Linked DNA regions of Mus musculus: all the other regions are linked to region 1. Evidence: chromatin contacts called from public HiChIP or PLAC-seq and promoter capture Hi-C data. All regions are on one chromosome and are shown on one strand. The core of a region is the stretch at or near the end of the contact, and the rest is flanking DNA. Distances in the headings are between cores, read along the strand shown.

Region 1 (3,907 bases), core at 407-2,906:
GGTCCTTAAAGCTCCAGAAAACACGACAACCAGAATGTCCCGGAAGGGAAGTCATCTACCAGGTTTATCCATCCTGGCTGTACAGTGGGGAGTAGGAATGAGAACCTGGATGCTGCGGATGCGACTCCTTTTACAGTAGTAAGCTGGAGCAGCAAGCAACACGGGAGGTGTGAGTGAGTGAGTGCCTGGTCCCAACCACAGGCCGCCCGGGCTGACAAGGCCAAGTCCCCGCCCACTTCTGCTGTCACCCAGTCAAAACAAAGCCGCAGTCTACAGTGCAGAGTCGCTCTCCCCTGCAGCCTGGAGATGCTGAGCCCCCTACAAGTGCTCTACAGCTGGATGCCCTGGGTGCCTAAAGTCCCCAAAGAGGGAGAATGGCAAGAAAGCTGTCTTCAAACTGAGCAGACGCGCTCGCCGCCTGGGCTGTCACCCTGCCAGACCCTGTTTACACCCTAAGCGGCCAGGATCCCGCTTTCGCTAAATAAATAATAACAATAATGACAGGGTTGTCGCCGCACGGCCGAGGCCGCCAGGCGCCAAAGGACAGGGGCTTGGGGCAGTGCCCACCTCCCACCCCGCGCTCCGCCCCTTCGCTCCCGTAGAGCGCCAGGATTCCAGGACACTTCTGGGTGCTCCACAACCCAGCTCCTCCTAGCGGGGCTCAGTGGGGAGGGCGAGCGCGGGGAGACACACGCTAAGATGCCCCCAACCCCAAAAAAGCTGCTTCCCAACCCCGACAGATCTGCCACACCAAGCACAGTTACACTCCCTGTGAAAGGACTCCCGCGAGCTCCTACAGAGCAGAAAAAGCCCCAGTGCCGAGCGCTCCGAAGCCAAGACTCATCCTTCCCAGAAGAGGGACACCGGCAGATCTAGAAGACCCCCTACCCCTGTCCCAGTGAGATGCTGTGCAAGCCGCAGCGGCAGAGCGCGCGCACAGAACGCAGCACTTCCGCGGTGCCGGCGGGAAGCTGGGAGTGGGTGGGGGAGGGGAGGGGGGGTCCGAGCCCGCCCGTGACCCCGCGATTGTGCTCATCCCAGCGGGTACCTTGCAGGCGGAGTACACGCCGAGTTTCTCCAGCTTCTTCGCCCGCGGAGCAGAGCGCAACTGCGCCTTCTTCACGGCGATCCGGGCCGAGCCGCCTCCTCCCGGTCCCTCGGCCGTGCCCGCCGCGGCCACCGCGGTCGCTGGCCCGCAGGAAGCAGAGCTCCCGGCAGCGGTGGCCAGGGTCCGGGGGGAACCGTGCGGGGGCGCGGGAGGCAGTGCTGGGGACCCGGCCCCGCCAGCCTCGGCCATGCCGCCCCGACTGTCACCCGCAGCTGCCAGGGTCCCCGCGGGCGCTGGTGGCGGAGCCGAGACCCTCCCCCCCCCCCGGCCGCCGCCCTGCGCCCTCCCCGCCCCCGCCGCACTCGGCCGCCAGCGATCGCAGGCCCCCGCGCCTCCCCAGGCGGCTAGGACGCTAGCGGGCCCGAGCGCCTTGGCCGCGCTCTGCTCCCCTGGGCCTCCGGCATGCTGCTGCGAGCGTAGCCGCCCGCCGGGAGCGCCAGGGCCCGTAGGTGACCGGCGACCCGCGAGACCGGGCCGCTGCAGCCCAGGCACCTGCCGCCCTGCGCTGCTGGCGTCCCTGGGCCTGACACCCTCCCGCGCCGAGACCCAACTTCCTCCACCCTAGCGGGAGCCAGAGGAAAAAAAAATGTTTTCCAGAAGTACCCGTCAGCGGCCAATCCTCCTCTTTGTTGCTAATTCACCAAAATCATGGCGTGAAGGGTTCCTTTTTTTTTTTTTTTTTTTTTTGACTTTGAGTTAAACTTTTTTTTTTTAAACAATTCTTCCCCATCGTCTTCTCCTGGTAGTTTCTGAACCGAATATGACCAGAGAGGGAGGGAGATGACTCAATGGTGTGTGTGTGTGGTGTGTGTGTGTGTGTGTGTGTGTGTGTGTGTGTGTGTATCACATAATACTTGTTCGTTTGAGAACATTACATGTCGGCGAAATGAAAACTAAACGCATGGAAAAAGTTTGAAATTAGTCCGCCTACGGGGTTCACTCGAGGTTGGCTACTTTCAGCTGCTAGTGTGTCTATTGTTTTCAAGTTAACCAGAAAGACAGCGTCCAGGAAAGTGATTCCGATTTTGACTTAAACTTCAAAATCAAAACTATTGTCCCTGGCTCTGATGGTAGGAAGAGATTGTTTCATTTTTTCACATGGGTCAACCTTCCTAAAGCGATTTGAATAGCCCTGCATTGCCGGTCAGCACCGTTGGCAAGTGCCCTAATTCTGCGGAGCAAGCATAGTCACAATGTGGGACAATGGTCGTAATGAATTTGTGATTGGTTGTCTAGCAAGCTTGGTAGCTCCTGCTGAACTCCAGCCATATGGGATGGGCTTTCCCTTGCAAATACTCTTACCAGTCATGCTTAAAGTTGCATTTTATGTCTCAAGATGTGTTTCGCCAGATTCTGTGTCCTTTTAACGCAGAGTAATGCAATGCCAAGAGAGAAAGAAGTCTCTTCTCAAAGGAGTGACACCTGCTGTGAAACTGCAGCCTTACTAGGCTACATCTAACTGAAGTCCTTACCTAGGCTTGACCTTAGCCTAGTGTGGAAGCTCAATAGAGTAAGACTCTTGCCTCAAAAATTAATTAAATTAATTAAAAAACAGGCCAGGAGCGGTGGTCTTCACCTTTGACCCCAGAACTGCAGAAGCAGAGACTGGCCAGGCTCTGTGAGTTTGAGGAATTCTGGTCTACTGTTAGGAGTTCCAGGTCAGCTAGGGCTACACAGTGAAACCTTGTATATAAAGAAACAAGGAAAAAAAAAAAAAAAGAACTCAGCATGTCTTTAATCCTGGCATTTGGGAGGCAGAGGCAAGTGGATTTCTGAGTTCGAGGTCAGCCTGGTCTACAAAGTGAGTTGCAGGACAGCCAGGGCTACACAGAGAAATCCTGTCTGGGGAAAAAAAAAAAAAAAAAAAAAAAAAAAAGCTCAGGGGTTTTTTGTTTTGTTTTGTTGGGGGTGGGAGGGCTCAAGACAGGGTTTCTCTGTGTAGCCCTGGCTGTCCTGCAACTCACTTTGTAGACCAGGCTGGCCTCGAACTCAGAAATCCTCCTGCCTCTGCCTCCCGAAAAAGCTCAGGTTTTACATCACTGTCCTCTGGTTGTTTGTTCTTCAAGTTTCTACAATAATGTCATTAAAACATTACTTACTGGGGAAATCCAGGTTCTCTTATATGTTCTTAGTGTCCTTTATCTAAGAATTTTTAAGTGGATTCAGAAGGAAGATTGAGGCCCATTGTATTATAGTGAACTGTAAATTCTGGCAGCTGCCCAAAGGTAAACAGAAGGAAGAGAAAAACTGGCTCATTTTTAGAGTGCAGAAAGTAAGCCTGTTCTGCACTTGGAGCCTAGGTGGGGTGTAAGTAGCTGTACAAAAGGGTGGTTTGGAGATGTATATAACCTTCAGAGAAAAGTGGAGAATGCCCCGAGGGCCAGGGGTGGTATGCTTATGCTCTTGGCCAGAAACCAAAGAAGGGATAGAACTGGTGTGAAAACAAAGATACACCTTTTGAGTTAAGAGGTCAAAAAGGCAGACAATCTCGAAAAACCAAAAAAAAAAAAAAAAAAAAAAAAAAAGAGGCAGACAAGAGTTCGAGGCCAGCCTGGTCTACAAAGTGAGTTGCAGGACAGCCAGGGGTATACAGAGAAACCCTGTCTTGGAAAAAAAAGGCAGACAAGCTTAGCAGTCCAGATCTGTAAGTGGCTGCACAGCGAGAGGGGCTTATGGGTAAATGTAAGAACATTATCTCATTTAAGAGACTGAAAAATGTTCCCATCTCCTTAATGTGTTTGTGGGCATATCAGTTTCCCTAAAAACTGGTTACCTGGCCAGATGATATTTATTGCCTTT
Region 2 (3,907 bases), core at 729-3,228, 2.7 Mb before region 1:
AGCTGAGCCTGCCAAATATGCCCACAGTCTGTTCCCCTTGATCTCAGGGAAGGTGGGGACAAGAAGATCTGGAGTTCAGGGTCATCCTTGACTACCTAGTAAGTTTGAAACTAACCTGGGCTACTTTGAGACTATGTTTCAAAACAGCAAAACTCGGGGCAGGAGAGCTGCCTGCTGTGGTAAAGTGCTTGGAGTTGTTTGGTTTGCGGTAGAAACTGAGAAAACTTACTTCAGAGACAGAAGCTTAAAAAATAAAAGCTTTATTTTCTGCACTGGCAGGGAGGTGGCCAGTTGGGGATCTGAACCCTGATGAGAGACTGCACGACGCTTTTTATAGGATGGGAACACAAAGCGAAGGGGACCTGGGTACTGACCAATCATATCTTGACACAAAGGGTTAAACAAGGACTTAACACTGGTGACTAGGTCTTATCTGGGTCACCTGGTTTCAGGGTCCTTGAGTCAGCTTTTACAGCCTAGTCCCCTCCTGGACTCTGACCTGGAATCTAGTGTGGTGAAGGACCAAAGGAGTGGGTGAGCCGCAGTAGTCAGTTAAATCAAGGCAGGGACACACTAACGACTTGTGTGCTTTAGTTTGGATAACTGGAGAACAGCATCTTCCTTCCTTACAGCCTTCACTGGCTAACAGACAAACATGAAAGATCTAAGAAGCAGGATAGGAGTTGTATTCTGGGGCCTGGGAACATGAACTCAGTCTTGACCCTGCCAGCAAGATAGAACTTGTTTCTGAGATGGCTGGACTCAGGAAACTGTCTCCTAAAGATGTGACCAAGAGCAAACACTTGATGTCAACCTCCAACTTACACAAATACGTGTGCATATGTAAGCATGAAAATGTGGAGAAGTCCGTCTGCTACCTGCTTTGGGGAGATGAGTGTCCAGAGTCTGGGAGAGATTGAGTTCAGTGGCATGAGGCAGATACTCCTGCCTAGACTCCCCAGCAAGAGGGTGGGGTGGTTCTCCTTTGTGCACCTCATCTTCCAGTCATAGTCCTCTGGGAACTGCTGCTTTTCTGTTTTCACAATTTAGTTTTATCAGTTTTAAAACATGCCATAGGGCTGGAGAGATGGCTCAGTGGCTAAGAGCACTGGCTACTCTTCCAGAGGTCCCCGAGTTCAACCCCTAGCAACCACATCCATCAGATGTGGCTCACAACCGACTGTAATGAGATCTGATGCCCTCTTCTGGTGTATCTGAAGAGAGCCAGAGTGTACTCATACGTAAAATAAATAAATAAAGCTTTAAAGTATGCCTGTAATCTCACCATCTAGCTGAGCTAGGAGGATAGCCCCAAGTCCCAGTATGCATACACAGACCGTTTCTCAAAAGTAAATACCCAGAAATCTCCGACAAATCTTTGTGTTGTGTCTCTGTGACGGCTCAGCAAGTAATGGTACTTGCGGTTCTTTGACCTACATTCATACATGCCTGCATGCACATACATACACACAACACCAAGTAAAATCAAGTAAAGAATTAAAAATATTTACAACCTAACAGTTGTATAAAACCTTGTGGCCTCCAGCACTTCTGTTTACTTATCTTGTATGAACTTATTTTTGAGATGGAGGTCTCACTCTGTGGGTCAGGCTTCCTTGGAACTCTGGGCAATCTCTCTGCTTTAGTTTTCTGTGTGATGCTGGACTGACAAGTGTGAGTCATCAGGTTCCCAGTGCACTTAGCCACATGGTGCTTTGCGAATCCCCAGAGTATGTCACTAGCTGAGCTCTTTGGCTAACAGCTTAAAGTTCTCTGTGGGCGGAGGGTTCCTTCTTCCTTTCCCCAGCTCTGGCCTCACAAAGTACAAGTCCTGCCTAGTTCCACGTGGCGCCAGGACACTGGGCGGGAGGGCAGGGCTTGGCTCAGCTAGATAAGATTACACGCTGACTTCATCCCCCCCCTACCCCCCCCCCCAGACCCGGAAGGGAGGAAGGGGCGGAACCGAACGCTCCCTCCTCCCTTCTCTCTCCTCCTCCTCCAGCAGCCACCAGGGACCGGGAGATCTACCAGCTCAAGACCCCTACAGCCAGGTAGGATGAAGGCAGAGGGAACAGGACGGCGGGCCGGCGGGCATAGGGTCGGGAATAGATGCTGGGCCGGCCACCTGCAGGCTGCCAGGTTCCTCAAGTTCTTTCCCATGGATACTCAGATCCGCAATCCAACTCCTAACTCCCAAACCAGCCCTGTGACCCTGGGTGCTCGCTCAGTTCCTAGTTACCCCCCCCCCCCCCCAACCTCCATGGCTAGATCTTCTAAGTCCCAGGTCTTCTCCAGCCCCAACAGCGAATCCTCAACCCTCTCCACCCTCAATCCCTCCCGTTGTCGCTATTTCCTGATCAGATCTGCTTTCTCTACCTCAATGTTCCCTGTCAAAATTCCTGCCCCAGACTAACACAGACACCATCTACTACTACCTGTGGGGACTGGCTTGCTGCACCTTCTACAGTCAACTATTTCCGGCCCCTGGATACATGCAAGGTCACCCTGGCAGTACAAAGTCCCTGAGTTCCAGAGCTGACAGTCAGCAGAGCCTGGAGGAGGGCCCCCCTGTGCCAGAGACTAAGTTCTGCCAGGGAGAGAAGGCCAGGGAAGAAAGAAAGAGGCCTATTTACCCCATCCACTCACCATCCACCCATCCTGGTTTCTGCTGTTCTGGGGATATCACACAGTCTCTTAGGCATGCTGGATGCTTTTTTTTTTTTTTTTTTTTTTGAGACAGGGTTTCTCTGTGTAGCCCTGGCTGTCCTGGAACTCACTCTGTAGACCAGGCTGGCCTTGAACTCGAAATCCACCTGCCTCTGCCTCCCAAGTGCTAGGATTAAAGGCCTGAGCCACCATTGCCAGACTGGCATGCTGGATGAGTGCTTTACCCACTGAGCACATCTCCTCCCTCTTCCTAACTCTCCCCTCCCCCTCCCCTTCTCCTTCCCTCCTTCTTTCTCTCTCTCTCCTTACTCTCCCCTTTCCTCTTCCCTCTCTCTTAAAAATAACTACCTTTATTTTTGTGTCATTTGTGTTATTTGTATCTTTTTTTTTTTTTTTTTTTTTTTTTGGTTTTTGAGGCAGGGTTTCTCTGTGTAGCCCTGGCTGTCCTGGAACTCACTTTGTAGACCAGGCTAGCCTTGAACTCAGAAATCTACCTGCCTCTGCCTCCTGAGTACTGGGATTAAAGGCGTGCGCCACCACGCCCAGCTGTGTTATTTGTATCTTAAGACAGGGTGTATCACTATGCTGACCAGGCTGACCTGGAACTTACCTAAGTGGACCCTGATCTCTTGGGTTCAAGAATCCTCCTGTTGTTGGGCAGTGGTTGTACATACCTTTGATCCCAGCACTCAGGAGGCAGAAGAGGGTGGATCTCTGAGTTTGTTTTTTTTAAAGATTTATTTATTATATATAAGTACACTATAGCTGTCTTCAGACATTCCAGAAAAGGGAGTCAAATCTTGTTACAGATGGTTGTGAGTCACCATATGGTTGCTGGGATTTGAACTCACGACCTTCGGAAGAGCAGTTGGTGCTCTTATCCGCTGAGCCATCTCACCAGCCTGGAGTTTGAGGCCAGCCTGGTCTACAGAGCGAGGTGCAGGACAGCCTGGGCTACACAGAGAAACCCTGTCTTGAAAAACCAACCCCCCCCCAAAAAAAAAAACCCAAAAACAAAACAAGAAAGAAGAAAGAGGGCTGGTGAGATGGCTCAGTGGGTAAGAGCACCTGACTGCTCTTCCAAAGGTCCGGAGTTCAAATCCCAGCAACCACATGGTGGCTCACAACCATCCGTAACGAGATCTGACTCCCTCTTCTGGAGTATCTGAAGATAGCTACAGTGTACTTACATATAATAAATAAATAAATCTTTAAAAAAAAAAAAAAAAGAAAGAAGAAA
Region 3 (3,907 bases), core at 871-3,370, 2.6 Mb before region 1:
CCGCGGACTCTACACACTTGCTGCCCTGCGGGACGGGCGAGCGGACTGCACCCCCGGTACCCTAGGCCAGGCGGATGCCTCGACGGTGCCAACCACAGCGACCCGGGCGCCAGCCCAGGTCACCGAGCCCTACTGGCGCCGAGTGGGGCGCGTTTGTTCCTCACCCACGCGCGTGGGGATCCCCTCGCCACAGGGAAGCACAAGAACCCCCTCCATCCCGGAGGATGCAGGACACGAAGCCCCGGGGTGGGCGGGAGGAGGCTGACCTTTTACCTGCGCATAGACTTTGATTTTTGTTTATTTTGAGTTTTTTTTTTTTTCTAAGAAATTGCACAGCCCCATTCTTACTTGGGGTGGCGGCCGGGGTGGGGGTTGAGGACGTGGGGTGAGGGGAGGCAGCTGCAGACATGAGCCTTCCCGCCTCAACACATCCTCCGTAGAAGGGACCCCCTCCCTGCTCCTGGGTCCCTGCGTGTGTGGGTGTGTGTCCGTGTGCATGGCCTGTTTGTGTGCAAGGGCCCAGGACAGAAGTATGTGTGCGTGTGTGTGTGCGTATGCGTGTGAGACAGGGCCGCCGTGGGTGTGCGTGTGTGCGACTCAGAATGTGGGTGGTGGCGCCCTCAGAGACCCTGGCATTGGCTGAGCCAATGTTGGGCCTTCTGAAAAGAAGCCCAGGGGATGGGGCCTTCAAGGTGCCGGTTTGGAGTTCAAATCCTGCTCCTGCAGAGGGGACCTGGGGGTCCAGGCTGGGAGATGGGGGAACCTGCTTCTAAAGGGCTTGTGGGGGTTTTGGGAGGGTGGAGGTGGGCAGACGCCCCTGTAAATACAGCCCTGGGGTGGTCAGAGAGGCCCATGCCACCCGTCCCCACTTGTGACATCCCCTTCGACCACCAGCTGACCATGCATGCCACGTGGCCAGCTGAGTCCAGGACCCTCTCCAGCCCTATCCCCATCAATAAAACTCTGTTTACATCCACCGGCCCCCTTGACTCTGGGTCAGCTGTTTGTTGGGGGTGATTGGAAATACTTGGGAAGGAAATCCTGCTCTTAGTCACTCACAGGCAAATGGGGGATTGGCCTCTTAGAATCCCAGACTGAGAGGAGAGGTCATGTCAAGGGGTGACAACCTGGAAAACTTTAAGATGAGATGACAACAAGGAGGAACTAGCTGATTGCAGGGGAAACACTTCCTGTGCAAGCAAGAAGACCTGAGTTTGAATCCCTTAGTACTCACAGAAAAGGCCAGGTGTAATGGTACATGCCTGTAATTTTAGCACTTGGGAAGCAGACACAGGAAGGTCCCTGACCTCTTGCAAGTCAGCCTAGCCCAGTTAATGAGAGGTCCTGCCTCAGTAGACAATGTGGAGAACCATTGAGGAAGACACCCAGAATCAACCTGTAGCCTGTGCAAGTGTGTGTGCACATCACACATAGATACAGCCAAAGGTGTCCTCAAAGGCAAATTCATAGCCTTGAAATGCATTTTGCTGTTGTGGGTTTTGTTGTTGGACAGTCTCAGTATGTAGCCCAGTCTGATGTCAAAGTCGAAGTGATTCTCCAGCCTCCATACTCCAACCCTGTGCTATAATGAGATGACATGTGAGGTGTGTCTTCACAACAGACATATGCACCTACTGCACTTCAGGTAGATGGAATCACCAAAGAATCTCTTGACAATCAAGTTCAGCTGTGCAGGCAGGGAAACTGAGTCCCAGAGAACCTAAGCCAGACCTGCTTGGTTCCTTGTGGAAGACTTTACAATCAGAGCCAGGCATTGCTCCTTGTTCAGTAGGAAAGCTACTTGAGCATAAAAAGCAAACAACACATCAGGTGTTCAAGACCAGAGATTTTTTTTTTTCCAACACATTTCCTGTCACCTGCTCAAAGAGCAGCCACGTTCCTGCTCTTATTGCAAACTCAGTCCCTGGATCCTGGTGGGAGAGGACTCAGCCTAGGAGACATTGGGTAGAGCAATCCCCACCTCACCCTTAACTAGGAAGTAAAAGCTGCAGAAAGTCTGGGAAAGGGTGGGCAGGATGCCACAGTCACTGCCAGGAAGGGATGTAGCAATGTTGACCCGGCCCTGGGCTCTTCCTGCTTTGCCTCAGAGCAGAGTTGGGGTGGGGACTATATAAAGCCACCTTCCTGGGGTCTTGAGGACAGACATAGAGGAGCAGCTATGGTCTCTTGGCAGCATCAAGGAAGGTAGGTCTCTACCTGACCAGTTCTGGGCAGACCTGGCACCAAGCTAAGCACAATCATGGGGACATTAGTCTGATCCACTGAGGTGGCCAGGAACAGATTCAGGCCTGCAGGCTGTACAAACAGGCTTACTTCCAGACAGACTGCCAGAGGCCCCCTGAGCAGGAATGGGAGAGGGTCCCTGTCCCAGGTCCCAGGCTTGAGGCTTTGGTCATACCCACTGCAAATCAGGAAGCCCCCGACAGGCCTCTGAGGGCTGTTGTGGAGACCAGATATGCGTACAGAAGAATTCCTGTTCACCTGGACCCTGAGTTCTCCCTGAACACCCAGTGCTGACCACACAAGCCATATGAGAGCTGGACGAAGAAAGGATAAGGCCAATCTGGAAGCTTCTGCCTTCCTGAGAATGGCAGAAAAGGGCTGGTGAAAAGCCAAGCATTGTGGCTGGGGCTTTGCAGAGTGAACACGAGTCCACTGACTCTCCCTCTGAACAGACAACTAGGGAGATAGGGGTAGACCCAGGATACAAACCAGGTTAGAAGTAACTAGGTACTTGGACTGGGAATACTTAATAACTGGTAACCTGTTAGAGGTGGTAGCAGGGGAGGAAGTGTGTAGGGGGTCAGACCCAGGAAGTTTAAGAGTCATAGAGGTAAGTTTTGCTGTGGATCAGGGGCTGCTTTGTGAGAATGAAACCCAGGGTATAGTGTTCCTGGGGCTTTGCAGAATAAATAGGAGCTCACTGGCTCTGCCACCCACCCACCCTGCTAAGGAGACAAAAATAGACTCAGGAAACAAACCATGAGGATCGTCTTGTTCCAGTCCTGGTGAGGAAGGACTCAGTGGGTACAGTTTAGGGTGGTGGCCACGGGGACGGGAAGAAGGGGAGATATTTTTCACCATGGTTCACTAACCTCAGCCTCCAGGATCTCAAGACCTGCCTTGCCAGAACCCTGTTTCTCCTGGCCCTCTTGGGCAGGGTGTCCAGCCTCAAGGAATGCCTGATACTGCAGTCGGCTGAGGGTAGCACCGTCTCCTGCCATGGTCCCACCGAGTTTCCGAGCTCCCTCCCTGCCGACACTGTCCATCTGTCGGTGGAATTCTCCAACCTGACGCAGCTGCCCGCCGCCGCCCTGCAAGGGTGTCCGGGTCTGCGGGAGCTGCACCTCTCGAGCAATCGCCTGCAGGCGCTGTCTCCCGAGTTGCTGGCGCCCGTGCCCCGGCTGCGCGCCCTGGATCTGACCCGCAATGCTCTCCGCAGCCTGCCCCCCGGGTTGTTCAGCACCTCGGCCAACCTGAGCACCCTGGTCCTGAGGGAGAACCAGCTGCGGGAGGTGAGCGCGCAATGGCTTCAGGGCCTGGACGCCCTGGGCCACTTGGACCTGGCGGAGAACCAGCTGAGTTCGCTGCCCTCCGGGCTCCTCGCCAGCCTCGGCGCCCTGCACACCCTCGACCTTGGGTACAACCTGCTGGAGTCGCTGCCCGAGGGACTCCTGCGGGGCCCAAGGCGGCTGCAGCGCCTGCACCTGGAAGGGAACCGACTGCAGAGGCTGGAGGATAGCCTGCTTGCGCCCCAACCGTTCCTGCGCGTCCTGTTCCTGAATGACAACCAGTTGGTCGGGGTGGCGACCGGCTCCTTCCAGGGCCTACAGCACCTGGATATGTTGGATCTGTCCAATAACTCTCTGTCCAGCACGCCCCCGGG
Region 4 (3,907 bases), core at 882-3,381, 2.5 Mb before region 1:
CATGCCTGGCTATGAAACCTGCACACTTATGTGCATCCTACTAACCTGTCTGCTACCCACAGTGATTATCTTTCCACCAAGAAGAAAGCTGGGCCCCCATACAGGTACTTAGGCCGAGCCAGGTCCAGTATAGTCCCCTGAAGCCCCTGGGGTGGGCCTAGGTTCAGCTTCTCCCCACTCCCGGGACTAGCCAATGACTGCCCCTCCTGGAAAAAAGGCCCAGTCTGTTCTTGTCCCAGAGGTAAATCTGGCAGCAACAGGGATGGAGATTTGGGGGAATGAGGTGGAGTGCTGAAGGAGCCAGGCCCAGAGCAACCCGGAAGTCCCACCCTCTTTGTGAAAGCCCATGGGTTCCAGCAGCTGTCAGTCACCTTCCCACAGGATGCTAGTAGCCCCTTCCCCTCCAATCAGGTGCTTGGAACTGTTCTCTCAGTGCTGGAGAAGGCTGGGAAGGGGGAAGGGACAAGAGCTTCATAGAGAGCAGAGGTAGACTAGTGAGGGCAGTGGCCAATGTAAAGTTTTGCTCCCCAGTCACCCCACTCACAGTGGGATTTCCCAGTGTTTAGCCACCCACCTCATCAACGCCGGGGGATGGCTGGATCCTCCCTAGCCTGCTCCTCAAACTCTGGTCCCTGGTGGCTGGATGCAGGATACCAGATGCAGAAGCATCCTCAAACCTGCCCTGCCGAGCCCTGCCAGGCTGCTTCTCCCAACGGTCCCACACCTCAGGAACTTATGGGGCCCTCTGGTCCTGACCTCTAGGAGTTACCTCCTGGGCTGGTTCCTGTTGAGCTTGCTCTTTGGCATCCCCATGGTAACTCCCTGCCGTATGGTCTTCCATTCCCACCCCCATGCAGACACAGCCAATCTAGCCTCTGTACTAAGACCTAGAGGCAACAAAACTCTGTTTCTATGCAACTGAACATGTGCACCAGGACTTGCAACGCTAGCCACCATCTGCACAACAAAAATTCCTTCAGTCCTGACACATGGATGCAGCTAACTTCAGCCCTGGAGTGATCTCTGTCCCAAGTCCTGGGGGCAGCAGAAGCCTTTGGGTCTCCGTGTATGTGCCAATTTTTGCCAGGGCCAGAATTCTACCACCTGCGCACCCAGGCTCTAAAAATCTACACTGCTTGACTCCAGCTTTCTCAAACAGGAAACCTCAAAGCCTCCTACCTCCAGCTTGAAGCTGCCTGTTCTCAGGTAAGCTACATACAGCCCACTGAATCCCTTTAAGGGCCGGACTCCAGGTCCCCAGAAAAGCTTTCTTCCAACCCTTGCCCTCATTTAGGTCATAGAGATAAGGTCCCTTTCCTTCCGCTGTATCCCGCTCCCCCATCCATCACGCGCAGCCTCTCTGGAAGAGACTCTTCCCATCATTTGACCCTTCCACTCCAATCCCAACGTGCCCATGTACCCTTTGAGCCCCACTACATCCCTCAGGCTCCACGACCCTGGGATCCCCTAAACGCATTTCTGACCTCTGGTACATTGGTCTCTCAGGCCCTGGACACCAAACCAAGTGACACAGGTTCCGGAGGAGGTCAAGGCTAGCACCACGGCCGTTCTCTGCAGGACTGTGGGTCTCTGAGACTCAGGACCTCACCATGCAGGTTACTCAGACCAAAACATTGCCACACCTCAATTCCAAAGGACCACGGGTCAGAGCCAGGATCCGGAACAGCGGAACACAAGTCCCTCAGACCAGGGACCTCCCCGAAGACGCACCAGACCCCAGGCACTGTGGTCCCGGAGGAAGGAGATTCCTCAACTCCAGAAAACCACAGTGCAGTCACCTGAGCCAGCAGCCCCAACCTCTCCTCAGCCTCCATTCCAGCCTCCCCGCGCGCGCCCGCCCGCCCGCCCGCCCGCGGCCCCTCTGCTCGGGGCCGCCAACTCCGCCGGGCCCGTCCACTCCACGCGCGGCCTCACCCGGGCCGGCCAGTGCGGGTAGCCCTTCATCTTGGCAAACACCAAGTCCCCGGGCTTGAAGGCGTGCGGCATGCTGTCGGCGGAGGCCCAGGCCGCGGGAAGCAGCAACGGCGGTGAGAGGCGAAGTCAGAGGCGGGAGTCGGACGCCTGAGGGGCGGAGGCGTCCGCACGGGCCGCCGGCCGGCGTCTACTTATTGGGTTCAGCACGACCGGAAGTCCCGCCCTCCCTTGGCTAGGGGCCGCCGTCGCCGTCGCTCATGACCACAGAGACGCGCGCGGGCCAATAAAGGGAGGGGTTGGATCAGAGCTAGTTAACGGGATTGGATAACGGAGCAGAAGCCAAGGGCGTGGACTAGGAGCCAGTGGGTGGGGCGGAGGGTGTCGGAGGTAAAAGACGAAAGGTTTAAGCGGCTACTGGGTGGAGCCTAGAGAGGAATGATGGGCGGGGCTTAGGTTGGGGATCGCTCAGGGGCGTGGCTCGCAGTCAGGATGTGGGGCGGGGTGAAGGGCATTAGACGAATTAGACGCAAAACGGACAGGGGCTTGACAGGGGCGTGGCTTAAGAGCTGCATGAGGCAGTGGCCTGTGGGTGAAAGGAAGACTGAAACTAATGACAAGCAGTGATGGGGCGGGGCCTAGCGAGGCCGGAACATACATAACAGTACTGAACAGGCCTTTGGACTCGGCCAGACGAAATATAAACAACCAATCAGCGTAGAAGACGGATTAACGACAGCCTTCCAAAAGGGCATCAGTGCAACTATGAAGCCCATTGGCTATAGCTCGACCAATGGCTGGACATGAAGACAAGTTCCACAGAACTCAGCAAACTCCCGCCAGGAGTTGGCAGAGGAAGGGGCGGTGATCAAGAAAGGTCAGGGCTGAGAAGGGGGCGGGACAGAGCTCACTTGTTTACTTTCATTATTTAAAATTTTTTTCTTTTTTTGTTGTCTATAATACATTACATATTTTCACTTTATACTTACAGCACCTTTATACTTTGACATTTTGCATTTTAATTATTCTTTTTGTTGTTGTTTTTTTGAGACAGGGTTTCTCTGTGTAGCCCTGGCTGTCCTGGAACTCACTCTGTGGACCAGGCTGGCCTGGACCTCAGAAATCCGCCTGCCTCTGCCTCCCAAGTGCTGGGATTAAAGGCGTGCGCCATCACTGCCCAGCCATTTTAATTATTCTTAATTTTATTTGGAGACAGGGTCTCACTCTGCTGTCCTCACTGGTGAGTGGGGGGTGGGGACAACTCCTTATATAGACCAGACTGGCTTCGAACTCACAGATGTACTCTTGCCTCTGTCTCCCCAGCTCTGGATCAAACATGTGTGCCACCGTGCCCTGCCTTAAAAATCTGTGTGCTGCCGGGCAGTGGTGGCTCACGCCTTTAATCCCAGCACTTGGGAGGCAGAGGCAGGCAGATTTCTGAGTTCGAAGCCAGCCCGGTCTACAGAGTGAGTTCCAGGACAGCCAAGGCTATACAGAGAAACCCTGCCTCGAAAAACAAAAACAAAACAAAACAAAACAAATCTGCGTGCTATGTGTGGGCATGCACGCACATGCTACAGCGTGTGTAGAAATCAGAGGACAGCTTTGTGGAGCCCACCACTCATTTTTTTTTCACCTGAGGCTTACGGGGAAAGTAATTCACTCGATGAGCCATTTCACTAGCCATATTTACTTTACTTAAATGTATACTGATCTTAGTAGTTGTTTATTTTTATGACTGGGTCTTAGCCCAGACTACTTTCTGAATAGCTATGTACCCAAGGCTAAATTTGAACTTTTGATCTCCTGACTTTATTTCCCAAAGGCTTATGTGGTGGTGGGGATGGAATCTGGGTGTTTTGCATGCTAGAGAAGATGAGCTTTTCTCTAAGCCCCATTCCCATGATGCTTATTTCTCTTATTGACAGTGTTGATTACCTACTGTACTTAATGTCACAAACTATTCCATGCTGAG
Region 5 (3,907 bases), core at 555-3,054, 2.5 Mb before region 1:
AAACCCATGTATATTAGACCATAAATAGAGCCTGTCTTTTTGTTTGTTTTGAGACTCTCTACATAGTCTTGATTGTCTTGAACTTGCTATGTAGATCAGGCCGGCCTCAAACTCAGAGATCCACTTGCATCTGCCTCTGAGTGCTGCTGGGATTAAAGGTGTGTGCCACCACACCCAGATGAGAACCTGCCATAGGTAAATGCCTTGGGTGCATAGAAACTCCATCAGTAATTTGGGGTGAATTCCCATACATTTTGCTAATGTTGCATGCAATTCAGACTTAAGCTTTCCTACAACCTCAGCTATCCAGAGTAGAAACAGCCCAGGCACACCAACTTAGAGACTCGGACCCCCAGAACACTCTCCCTTCTTCTCATTTGAATGGAAGGTAACATCACCTCAATTTTCTATTTTAAAAAAAAAAGCCACCCCCCCCCGAAGGACACTTTTTTCTTTAAAAGTTTTATTCCACTTTAATTAATTTATTGGATACAGGCTTGTGGAATTGATTCTCTTCTTCCCAGGATACAATTCAGGTGGTCAGAGGCCAGATCAACCTGAAATTCATCATCCTCCTGCCTCAGCTTCTAGGATGCTGAACTGCAGGTATGAACTGCTACACCAAACTGGTCTTTATTGCCAGAGCAATAGTGTCGGTTTTAAACGTTCCACCTTGGTTAAATAAAAACAATGCTCCATGAGAGTCCAGGAATTGTACGACTATTAATGCCCACATAAAATTCTCAAGCCAGTCAGAACAACAGCTCCAGCCTTCCTGGAATACCAGGCTGTGAAGGGTGTGTGTGTGTGTGTGTGTGTGTGTGTGTGTGTGTGTGTGTGTGTGTATCTTTGATGATCAGAACTGTAAAAGGGGCCAGAGTTATCCCAGAAGTGGATGGAGATTGAGGATGCGGCTCTCCATCCTGAAATTGGCCATCCCCAATTCCCCTCATCTCCGAGCTTGCAGACTAGTGTAATGTACCCAGAAGGGCTGTCTAGTCAGTGGTGCTCAATTGGAGAAATCTTAGTCTATCAGGACCGACCTCGTCTTTTCCAGCCCCTCAATCGTTCAACACACACTGGGGATACAATTTAGCGGGGAATAGGCACCCCACATTTCGGGAAGCCTACCGCATGCTACAAAGACTCCTAACACGTACCCGACTGGTCCATACCACACTCACAAAGGGCCCCTTTTCGGGACCCAGAAAGGGTTCCTGGCTATGCTTTAACCACCCAAACCGACCTTCCTGGACTAGCCCTGCCCCGCAGAGTTGCTGCTACTCTGGTGTCCAGAGCTCAAGTGAGCACGGGCCTCAATTTCCCCGCCCATTGCAAAGGTCCGAACTGCTCTGGAATTCACAAACGCACTTAATAACTTGTACGACTGACTTTTCTTCTCCTTGCCCTCAGTTTCTCCACTTGCTGCTACAAGATCCAATTGATTTCAAGAGGACACAAGCACTCAGGATCCATCAAATCCAACTCGGGGCCTCGGTTTCCCCATTTACTCCAGCTATTTAGGCGACACAAGATGCCTTCGGGAGCTTGCGAAGCTGACTCTTCCCCCTCCCCGAGGCCTCAGTTTCCTAAGAGCCCTCCCTTCTCCTGGTCTCCGCCCCGAGGCCACTTAGGCTTGGATCCGCTCCTTTAGGCAGTTTCACCCACCCGCGGCTGTCCGCGTCGCGGCCTCCGGCTCCTCCAACATCTCCGCGACGGCGGCGGCGGCGGCGGCGGCGGCGGCGGCGGCGGCGGCTCAGGCTTCAGTCGGGCGGCCAGGCTGCACACTCCGCCTCCCACCGGTGTCACTTCTGCTGCCGCCGCGGCCGCCGCGCTCGTATTTGGCGGGAACCGCGGCAACCACCGCGGCCCGCGCGCCGATTGGAGGAGCTTGCGTCACGTGACACCTCAGCCTCCGGAAAAAGAGGTGCACTCAGTACGTCCTCGCGAGAACTTCGGTTTATGTGCTAGAAAATCCCGCGGGAGGCGGATGAAGGCTCCTTTCCGGCGGTTCAGGAGCTGCTGGGAAGATCTGCATTTCTATTGATCCTAAGAAATGTCAATCTAAAATATCAGCGTTTGCACACCCCCCACACCCCTTTTATTGGCTATATGCGTTCCAGGAGGTGGGAAGGGTACGTTTAGATTAGTAGTGACAACTTGAAATTACCCATTGGAAGAGTAATGGGAATTAAGGTATAATAGTGACGGGTTGAAAGTAGCCATTGTAATTAGAGAATTACTTCCTTTAATTTTATTTCTTGCATTAATTTCTCTTTTAACTATAATTTTTTTTCGAGACAGGGTTTCTCTTTGTAGCCCTGGCTGTCCTGGAACTCACTCTGTAGACCAGGCTGGCCTTGAACTCAGAAATCTGCCTACCTCTGTCTCCCAAGTGCTGGGATTAAAGGCGTGTGCCACCATTGCCCGGATATAAACTCTTTCTAAAAATGTTACAGCTGGGCATTTCATTTTTGAAATGATGAACCACTTTTTAATAAATTAACAATTTGCTTTATTTTAAAATTAGGAATGTTTTTCTATTGTAAAATTATAAATCTTTTCAACCATATATTCCTTCTTTTCGTGTAAATTACTTTGAAGAATATTAAATGAAAAAAATTGAGTCTGGTGCTTCATGCTTTTAATCCTAGTACTTGGGATTTACAAGCAGGTGGATCTCTGAGTTCGAGGACAACCTGATCTACATAGCAAGATCCAAGACAGCCAGTGATACGATGTATAAAAAAATGTTTTTCAGCCGGCCTTTAATCCCAGCACTCTGGAGGCAGAGGCAGGTGGATTTCTGAGTTTGAGGCCAGCCTGGTCTGCAGAGTGAGTTCCAGGACAGCCTGGGCTATACAGAGAAACCCTGTCTCAAAAACAACAACAACAACAAAAGAATAATTGCCTCTGTCTTTTGTTTTTGTTTTTAATTTTAAGACAGAATCTCACTATGTAGCCTTGCTGATCTGGAACCCAATCACTAGTTTCTAAATCTTTTCTTGTTGTTGTTGCTGCTGTTGTTAGGTGGAGGAAGAAACCTTTCTTTATCTGCAAACAGCTCGAATGCCTGCAACAGTTTTCTTGAAGCTGTGGCTAGTAAGTGGGTTATTTAGCTAATGAATTAGTTGTATGAATTGCTTTTGGGCCATGGGCTCAGTGAAGGTAAGGAGTGCTCTAGTGTCACGGACCTCATCAAATCTCTGACTTGCTGAAGAATATAATTTGATTGAATTGTGTGGGTCTCGTGGAGCCAATCCTGCTGTCAAGGACCTGTCAGCCCTGTATTTGGGAGGTGAAGGCAGAAAGATTAGGAGTTAAAGGCCACGGTGAGCTAAGTACCAAGTTTGAAGCCAGCCTCCACCATCTCAAAACATATAAAATAAAGAGCACCCTTGAGGGAGTCTTGTGAGTTGCTGGTGGGCGGTGGGCGTGCCAGGAAACCCTGGCTGGCATCCAGTTCTGTTTCGGAAAGGAGACATGGTGTCCCAGGCCTGTTATTGCAGCACTAAGAGAGGAGAGGCCGGTTTATGTTACCCTGTCTCAAAAAAACAAAAGAAACAGAAACTACTCATACTCCAAACTTTTTATAAAGACTCCTGGATTCAGGAGCAGTAAAGATGGCACATACATATTTTTTGATCTACTGCAGTACAACCCTTTGAGTCATTTGGAACCTTCCAGTAATCTCTGGGTTCATGAAACCACCCCAACTTTTCACCAATTTCAACCCTAGCCATTTTCCTGTGTCTGCTTTAGGATTTATTTACTCATTACCTCCATTCATTATTAATCTCCAGGTCATGCTTGCCTGGTCTGTAACTGGTTATGTAGTCCAGACTGGCCGCAAACTCGGAGACCCATCTGCTCTGCTTCTCAGGGGCTTGGGTTAAAGGTGTGTGCA
Region 6 (3,907 bases), core at 777-3,276, 2.4 Mb before region 1:
GTCACATCCAAGTCCCCCAGGCTGTCCTCATACCACAGATGGGAATGAGGTTTGAGTACAATCTGAGAGACCACAGCTGGGATTCGGAGAGTTCATGAAAGCCATGGAAGGTATTTGAGGGGAAGTGTTACCCTGGTTCTGGGGGGACCAATGGGAAGGACTGGGAAATACAGGGAGGTGGTGGTGATGCAGGTGTTTTGGGGGAAGGGCTGGGCCCTGGCTGGCAAGGGTTAGGAGGGCACCAAAGGCTCTGGAGACAGGGTATGTGTATGTGGTTGCACCTGCAGCTCGTAGGTGCGGCTGGCCCTGTCCTGTTTGATCTTCATCAGCATGGACTCTTTCAGCTCCTCCAGAACCGACGTGAGGGACTGGAACTCGGCTTCCAGATCCTCCTGGACTTTGGCTGAGTTTGCCTGCAATGGAGAGAGGCTACCATGAGGCTAGAGCAGTAATGCATGTTTTAGCCCCAGCCCTGGGGAGGCAGAGGCAGGTGAATCTCTTTGAGTTCCAAGCTAGCCTGCTCTATAGAGCAAGTCTTGAGCCAGCAAGGGCTGCAGAGAGAAACCCCATCTCACAAAAGAAAAGGCAAGGGCTATGCAGACGGGGAAACCAAGGTGTGGAGAGTCCCCAGCAGACAGAGGGGTGCCTCCTGGCCTCTCCCCTGCACCCACATCTGCAGACAGGAGCAGACTGTTCACCTCTACATTCAGCAACATCTGCTTCAGGGAGTAGATGAAGGTCTGCGTCTCCTCATTCTTCATGGCCAGGGTAGTGATGATTTTTCTTAGCGCCTCCTGGGGGACAGAAGGAACATGGGGCAGCAGGTTGGGGGAGCGCTGTCCTCCAGGAATACAGGTCTGATGTGAGGCTGTGAGATTCCCATAGTAGAGAAGAAAACTGGAGCCCACAGAGCCTCTCAGGGACAGACTTTGAGCACTGAGCTTATTTGGTTTTGACTTTGGGTGTGTGTGTGTGTGTGTGTGTGTGTGTGTGTGCACATATGTATGCATGCACATGCATGTGGAGGCCAGGGGTCAATGTTGGCTGTCTTCCTCTCTCAATGTCCACCTATTACTTGAGTATGGTTTCTCAGTGAGCCTGGTCTAGGCCAGCTGCCATCGAGCCCCAGGGATCCTCCTGTGTCCGTGTCCCTAGGGCTGGGGCTGTAGTGTATGCAGCTACACACTAAACTAGCTTCCTACGTGGGCGTTGGGAACTTGAACTCAGGTTCTCACATTTGCATAGCAAACACTTTACCCACTGAGACACCTCCACAGCTCCTTGTTCAGTTTTGGAGACAGAGTCTCACTGTGTAGCCTAGGCTAGTCTTGAACTAACATCTACCTCTTGCCTCTACCTCTAGAGGATAGGACACAGGAGTGTACCACCAGCAACCCAGGCCAGTAGGTGCATCTTTAAAGCTGAAGGTGAGCTGCACCGAGAGAGTAGTCTGGGCAAGGCGAGTCCCAGAGTCCAACTGAGTATATGGAGAAACAAACTTCTCCTGGGAGAGGCGTGATAGGCAGGGGTCCGCCTGGGAAGTGGACGGGTTTCACTTGGGCAGCTGGAAGGTCTTGCTTGTGAAGGACTGGGCAAGGAGAGGAGGATCCTCTGGGAAAGCAGGTGGAGGACACCAGAAGCCGGTTCCCACCCAGGGTGGTGGGGCTGGGCCCTGCGTAGCTTGGGTTGGTGACCTGTGGGGTGGATTAGGATCCCAGGCTAGGATGACGAGATGCTGAGGGAGGGCAGGAGCGGGGAGGAGAGGTAGGGGGTCTGCGTGTTAACAGGAGCCGCTGTGCGGGCGGCCCGTGCGGGGGGAGGGGCGCTGCGGCATCACCTGGTCCCCTCCCTGTTCCCAATCCCTGCATTTCTCCAGGTCCTACCCTCTGGTCTTCCATAGTTGCAGCCCCCTGTTGCCTTGGCCTGGCCGCGGGTCCCCTTCAGCTGGTTCTCCAAACCCTTAAAGTTCCTTGGACGCAGACAGCAGCCAACTAGCCTTCCGTGCCCTCGCCGCCTCCGCCGCCGCGCCCCCTGCTCAGCGCTCCATCACTACATGTACTACGCATGCGCGAGCGACCGGCGCTGCTTGGGAAATGTAGTTGTCTTCCTCCGGAGCTTGGGTTATCCCAGTGTAATACTGGGAGGGATGAGGAAGCCCTCAGGCGGAAGGCAGGATATCTGAGTTTGGCCTCTTATCCTGTCTTGTGAACTCAGGACTATCCCTTACTCACCTCAGATTGATCCGGTTTGCTATTCAAATTGGCACCCAGGGTGCCCACCCTTTCCTACCCTGAGAGCTGTCCTTCGGTGGCCCACATGCTTGCCACTTACTGCTTGTACAACCAACCAGAATAGAGCCATTATGGTCGCACAGTGAGACAAGGTCCTATACATCCCCCAAAGCCTCAGATTGTATCTTCCCCTAGAAACCTTTCTACCAGCCCTTGCTCTTCAGGGCTAGACATATTTATCTAAAGAGTTCATCTGCTATTAGCCCGGCAAAGGCTGAGGCAGAGTTTCTCAACCACATTGGGGTCAAATGACTTCTTCACAGGGATCGCCTAAGACCCTTGGAAAACAAAAATATTTACGTTATGATTCATAACAGTAGCAAAATTATGGGTATGAAGTAGCAATGAAAAATTTTATGGGTGGGGGGTCACCACAACATGAGGGACTATATTAAAGGGTTCAAGCATTAGGAAGGTTGAGGACCACCAGCCTGGGGCTTCATCAACCCCAGGGTCTTTAAACACTGCCCTCCCCCCACTCCTAAGAAAATAGGTCATGGTTGTGATTGGGTATGAGACAACTCTCTTGGTCAACTATTACAGTATTGGCCACTGACCCCAGAGTGGGGCTGAGGCTGGAAGTTGACTGTGAGAACCACTCACCACTCAAAGCCTCCGCTTCTGCCCAGACCTTGCAGGTGGCCATGAGAACCTGTAAGAGGCAGACTTGGCCTGGACAGGTTAAGACCACTTCATTCACAGAGAGGTCCTAACCTTCCAGCGGGAATGAAGATGGCATAATTGGCTGGGGATGTCTGTGCACTCACTGCCCACCAGGAGTTACAGCTGCCCTTATGGTTTGACTGAGAACAGGGTGACTTGATTTTCCTACCAGAGGAGGTCTCTCTCTCTAAAGCCCAGACTGGCCTGCAACTCAAGAGACTCCCTGCCTCTGCTTCCCGAGTGCTGGGATTAAAGGTGTGCGCACCACACCCGGCACAATGGCAACAGCGGTGACACTGATGGTTATTACCTGTGTGACCCCAAAGTTACCACAGAATTCTGCTGACATGGCCTAGCCCCATGCCCAGAACTGCAGACTGCAACAAGGGAAAGACTTGAGACCCCGGAACTTAGACAGGGGATTCCTAACTTATGTTGCCCAGGCTGGCCTTATACTCCACGTGTAGCCAAGGCTACCCTGTGTGAAGGTATTAGATTCCTTAGAACTGGAGTTATGGATAGTTGTGAGCTGCCATGTGGGTGCTGGGAGTTGAACCAGGTCCTCTGGAAGAGCAAACAGTGCTCTTTAGTGCTGAGCCATCTCTCCAGCCTTACCCTGGAAGTCTTGATCCTCCTGCCTTTACTGTGTTGGGATAACAGGTGTGCCCCACCATGTTTGTGTTAGGGGGTGCTAGAGTTGGAACCCAGGCCTTGTGTGCTCTGGAAGAGTGCCCACCCCACTGAGCCCTGGGCTCTCATCTCTCACCACCCCTCTGTCTCACACTCTGCCCTTGCTTTTCCTCTGCATCCTTTGTATATTTCTGTAGAATCTTCAAAGAGGTTTCCATTTCCACCACCCCAGTCTCTACACTCACAGATAAATGCATACTCCCTTTTGGATGTAGAATACTTTGAGAGAAACTGAGGCATGGGGTGGAAGGTACTCAGCCCCT
Region 7 (3,907 bases), core at 538-3,037, 2.4 Mb before region 1:
ACCAAACCAAACGAAACCAACAGAGCAGTGGTTCTGGACTTTCCTAACACCGCAACACCCAACCATAAAATAATTTTGTTGCTATTTCATAACTGTAACTTTAAAAAATGAATTATGATTTTTAAAATTTATTATCTGTGTTTTCTGATGGTTTTAGGCAACCCCTGTGAAAGGGTCATTCGACCTTAAAGGGGTCTCAGCCTTCGGTAAAACCAAGCAGGGCATGCACCAGGTCCAGCTTCCATCAGGCACAGCATAAACAGTGACTGTGACACATGCCTGTCATCCTGTGACACACACTTCAGAAGTACAGGCAGCAGGAGGATCAGGAGTTCAAACTCATTGTAGCTAGTTTTAGGTCAGCCTGGGCAATGTTGGACCAGGTCTCACACAAACCAAAAACAACACCTACCCTCTGTCTCCCTGAAGGGAGAATGGGCCGAGGGGGATAATGGCTAGCCCAGAAGATCTTGGACTCCCCAGGGGGCGGGGGATGAGGTGGGGAACCCAGGGTGATAGGGACAGAACACCCGTCCAGGTCCTCCACGCACCTCTTCCCCCGGGCTCCCCAGCAGAGCCTTGGCTCTGGCCATGTCTGCAGCCTCCACCTTGATCAGCCGGTGCCTAGGAGAGTTGTACTTGGGGTCACCGGACCCGGTGACCTCTGGCTCAGCGCGGCCATTGGAATCCTCATAGGGGTCCTCGAAGTCCAGGTCCTTCTGTTCGCGGTAGGCCCGCAGGATGTCGCTCTCGGTGTAGTCGGGGGTGGGCGGCTGCGGAGGCGGCCTCCGGCTGCCCAAGTTCAGATAGTCTCGGAGCCACTTGGCCATTGGTGCCCCCAAAATATGCTGGTGTCAAACAAGGACCTTCATGCCTAGCTCTGCAGCTCGTCCTGGGGCTGGGGGGAGGAAGGAGGGGAGAGAAGAGGAGGGGGAGACAAAAGGGGGGAGGAAGAAGGGAGAAGAGAGAAGAGGAAGAGGACAGGAAGATTGGAGGTCAGAAGTCCTTGGCTGGGCTCAGAGCAGAGGGGGCAGCAGGTGGCGACCCTGGTGCTGCAGGCCAAGGGTCTGCGGGAACTGCGAACTTTAGGGTCCGTGTTGCAGGTGTGATGTCAACAGGGCTGTTTCACATTACCCCTTCAGCTCCATGCATAAAGTTGTCAGAGGCTGAGCCACTCCAGAGGGTCGTACTCCCTGTGGGGCTGCTGTCCGATCCCGCGAGCCCCACCAGTCCGAATTACCCAGATTTCTTGACCCCTGATCCTTCACACCCCGCCCCCGTCACACCTCCAATCCTTTATCTCCATCCCTTAATCTCTGAATCCTTTAATTCCATCTCCAGTATTCCTTAATCTCCAGACCCCTCCATTTCCTTTAACCTCCCGGTCCCCTAACTCCTGCTCCACACCGCCCCCTCAATCCCTTAACCTCCCCTATCCCTTAACCGCCTGCAGCCGCCGCCACTGCACAACAAAAGGGACTTAAACCACTGAGTCCAGGCCCGGGTTCTCAGGGCCACCGGAGGGGCGAGAACACCCGCGTCCCATTGGGTCCCGCCTTGCGGACAGACCTGCAGACCTCAGACCTTCTGTGGCTCCGGGGTGGAGACAGCAGGACTCGGACCCTGGAGGATCCCGGAGGACGAGACCACCGGCGTGGGGACCGAGTTGCCCTTGGGACCAGGGCCGGGCAGGGATTGGGCGAGAGGCCCGAGCATCGCGCAGGGTCGCGGCTGGAGGTGGCGCAGGGCGGGAGGCGTCGTCCGTCACCGCTGCGTCCGTCCGTCGCTTTGTGCCGGGCGAGGGGGAGGGGTGGGAGGCGTCGGCAGCTGCGGGTCCGCGAGCGGAGGGAGGGAGGTGGGCTCAGACCTCAAGGGCTGCAGATGGAGCTAGGAGGTCGAACCCCAAGGAGAGACAGGCGGGCAGTAGTCAGCCAGAGTGACCCAAAAGCCATGGCCAACTGTCTGTCCGCCTTAGTCTCCCCAACTGGTAATCGGTGCAGGAGGCATTGACAGCAAGAGTTACTGCTAAGGGTCTCATGTAGCCCAGGCTGGCCTCCAACTCACTTGCAGCAAAGGATGACCTCGAACTCCTGATCCTCCTGCCTCAGTCTCCCAGCATTTAGGGATGACACTCCAGGCTTTGTGCATACTAGCAAGCGCCCTACCGACTGAGACGTTGAGGTTGGCGAAACTGAGGCATAGAAAGGCTTTGTGTGTGGAGCGAAACTCAAGCCACCCATCTGACCATTTGTGCCTGGACATCTCTAGGATGGCACTGGTGGCTCACAGAGAGAGCGGTCATCCTCTTGTCCACTGTGAGCTCTGTTTTCCAGGCAGAGAAACTGAGGCCTAGAGCCAGCACGGCATCTGGAGTAGGCTAAGTCCCCCTAACCACCCACTCCTATCTCTGTCAGGCAGCGTCCCCAGGGGTCACCAGATCCTGTGTGTGCTGGTGTAGTCAAGAGCTTTCTCGCATGGAGCCTGTACGTGGCAGGAATAGCAATCAGGGGGCCTGAGGCAGAATCAAACGGCACTTGACTTTCTGTCGCCTCAGAGCCTCCATTGGGGCGCGGGCGCCTGTGTGTGTGTGTGTGTGTGTGTGTGTGTGTGTGTGTGTGTGTATGTTAGCGCGCCTGCGCGTGTAAGAACAGAAAAAGCCAGAGCAGTAAACTCTTCTGATAGCGGGGAGGAGGATCATGGCAACTACCTTGGGAAAACCTTCTGGATGACTTGGAAGATGGGACGGGGGTCAGTCTGTATCACACTGACTCCGGATTATAATTCACATGCTCTATCCCTGTCGCATTTAGAAGTACAACCCAAAGGCTGGGGGCAGCTGAGAGGGTAGTGTTGGCCCCCAGCATCTTAAACCCAAATGAAAGCACAGGGAAAACATGCATGAGTGGGTTGTATAGCCTATGAAGGCCATGTAATCTGCTATACTGCAGTTCCAGAACAATCCACTTCCCTGTGCCTCTGCCAGTCCCCATGAACTAGTCCTGTCTCTGCCTCGGCCTGCTTTGGATAGTCCCCCACGGAGTCTCAGACTCCATGTACCCTGTTGGTGGCATGGGACAGAACCCTGTTCTTGTTCAGGAACAGTGTGACTGTTCCATCCTGAGGCACACACGGGGCGACTGGGGCCTCAGGGAACAGCAGGATAAGAATCGATGCCCCTCAAATCCGGGAGGGTAAGTGTACCAAAGCAGGGGGACAGAAGGGGAGGTCTTTAAGGCTGGCAGCCATACCTTTAGGCTACATAGTGAGGCCCACTCAAAAACCCAAAATCCAGGCATGTATATGTAGGGGACCAAAACACTCTGGCTGATAGGGAGGCGGGTCTTGCCTAATTGTGGTCTGGTGGCAGATGCAGGGCTTGCCTTGGGAAGCCTGCAGTCTGGAGGGTGCTGTAGGAAGGCTCCTGGCTTGAGGGAGGCATCAGGACCTTGCCTTTCCTGGTTCCCAGCCTGATGGAAGGAAGTACACATTTGGTTTTCTGAGCTCATAGTCTGAAGGAAGAGGCAAGTCACTGACTTTCAGGATCCCCAGTCTGGGGGTGAGGTCCAGCTGCTTCAGTCTGCTGGAGGAACAGTGGCATCTGGGACAAAAAGACCTCACGGATGCCATTGTAGCATGCCACCCCGCCCCTTGCCATGTAGCTTTGTCACTCTGCAGGGACCAGGCTTGTGACCAGCAAGCAGGAAGAGGGCTATGGGGGAGCTGGTACAGCCAGCATCTGAATGCCCTGGGCAGGTGGTGGTTCCCTTTGCCAGGGGTCCCCAGGGAGCTGACAGAAGTGACAGATTAGACCTGACAACTTCTGAGGACATGATGACAGCTACAGAGCTGAGTGAGTGGAGGTCAGCAGGACGGGGACCAGCCAGACGCCAGGATGTCCCTGATCTTG

Evidence for each region. Promoter capture Hi-C pulls out the DNA fragments that hold promoters and counts their contacts. HiChIP or PLAC-seq counts read pairs in DNA pulled down with a chosen protein or histone mark.
Region 2: an H3K27ac HiChIP or PLAC-seq map of embryonic stem cells shows a contact between it and region 1, with 8 times the contacts expected there. The contact joins the promoter of Ticam1 here to the promoter of Kat2b in region 1. A contact is called at or near these places in 1 of 39 promoter capture datasets (liver) and 4 of 115 datasets of contacts at active chromatin or transcription factors (all in embryonic stem cells).
Region 3: a contact with region 1 is called in a promoter capture Hi-C map of liver, with 5 times the contacts expected there. The contact joins the promoter of Lrg1 here to the promoter of Kat2b in region 1.
Region 4: a contact with region 1 is called in an H3K27ac HiChIP or PLAC-seq map of cardiomyocytes, with 8 times the contacts expected there. The contact joins the promoter of Hdgfl2 here to the promoter of Kat2b in region 1. A contact is called at or near these places in 5 of 39 promoter capture datasets (the 3T3-L1 cell line, embryonic stem cells, liver and 2 more) and 3 of 115 datasets of contacts at active chromatin or transcription factors (astrocytes, cardiomyocytes and embryonic stem cells).
Region 5: an H3K27ac HiChIP or PLAC-seq map of embryonic stem cells shows a contact between it and region 1, with 12 times the contacts expected there. The contact joins the promoter of Chaf1a here to the promoter of Kat2b in region 1. A contact is called at or near these places in 2 of 39 promoter capture datasets (the 3T3-L1 cell line and pre-B cells) and 4 of 115 datasets of contacts at active chromatin or transcription factors (astrocytes, embryonic hindbrain, embryonic stem cells and 1 more).
Region 6: a contact with region 1 is called in an H3K4me3 HiChIP or PLAC-seq map of embryonic stem cells, with 7 times the contacts expected there. The contact joins the promoter of Fsd1 here to the promoter of Kat2b in region 1. A contact is called at or near these places in 1 of 39 promoter capture datasets (stem cell-derived epiblast-like cells) and 3 of 115 datasets of contacts at active chromatin or transcription factors (embryonic stem cells and large pre-B cells).
Region 7: a contact with region 1 is called in an H3K27ac HiChIP or PLAC-seq map of embryonic stem cells, with 7 times the contacts expected there. The contact joins the promoter of Shd here to the promoter of Kat2b in region 1. A contact is called at or near these places in 3 of 39 promoter capture datasets (embryonic stem cells, pre-B cells and stem cell-derived epiblast-like cells), 6 of 115 datasets of contacts at active chromatin or transcription factors (all in embryonic stem cells) and 1 of 9 other capture datasets (embryonic stem cells).

The regions. Positions count from the first base shown.
Region 1 is chr17:53,564,720-53,568,626 of GRCm38.p6, reverse strand. It overlaps Kat2b (K(lysine) acetyltransferase 2B), which reads right to left and starts at 1,656. Exons shown (of 18, transcript NM_020005.4): 1 at 1,049-1,656. The coding sequence starts at 1,297.
Region 2 is chr17:56,274,838-56,278,744 of GRCm38.p6, reverse strand. Ticam1 (toll-like receptor adaptor molecule 1) reads left to right here and starts at 1,978. Exons shown (of 2, transcript NM_174989.5): 1 at 1,978-2,051.
Region 3 is chr17:56,120,159-56,124,065 of GRCm38.p6, reverse strand. Lrg1 (leucine-rich alpha-2-glycoprotein 1) reads left to right here and starts at 2,120. Exons shown (of 2, transcript NM_029796.2): 1 at 2,120-2,205; 2 at 3,122-3,907. The coding sequence starts at 2,180. It overlaps Sema6b (sema domain, transmembrane domain (TM), and cytoplasmic domain, (semaphorin) 6B), which reads left to right. Exons shown (of 17, transcript NM_001130456.1): 17 at 1-981. The coding sequence ends at 65.
Region 4 is chr17:56,077,855-56,081,761 of GRCm38.p6, reverse strand. Hdgfl2 (HDGF like 2) reads right to left here and starts at 2,131. Exons shown (of 16, transcript NM_008233.4): 1 at 1,936-2,131. The coding sequence starts at 2,007. It also overlaps a transcript of Ubxn6 not described here.
Region 5 is chr17:56,038,313-56,042,219 of GRCm38.p6, reverse strand. Chaf1a (chromatin assembly factor 1, subunit A (p150)) reads right to left here and starts at 1,804. Exons shown (of 14, transcript NM_013733.3): 1 at 1,669-1,804. The coding sequence starts at 1,708.
Region 6 is chr17:55,984,630-55,988,536 of GRCm38.p6, reverse strand. Fsd1 (fibronectin type 3 and SPRY domain-containing protein) reads right to left here and starts at 2,026. Exons shown (of 13, transcript NM_183178.2): 1 at 1,884-2,026; 2 at 699-794; 3 at 282-413. The coding sequence starts at 1,898.
Region 7 is chr17:55,968,362-55,972,268 of GRCm38.p6, reverse strand. It overlaps Shd (src homology 2 domain-containing transforming protein D), which reads right to left and starts at 1,787. Exons shown (of 7, transcript NM_009168.2): 1 at 1,570-1,787; 2 at 552-898. The coding sequence starts at 830.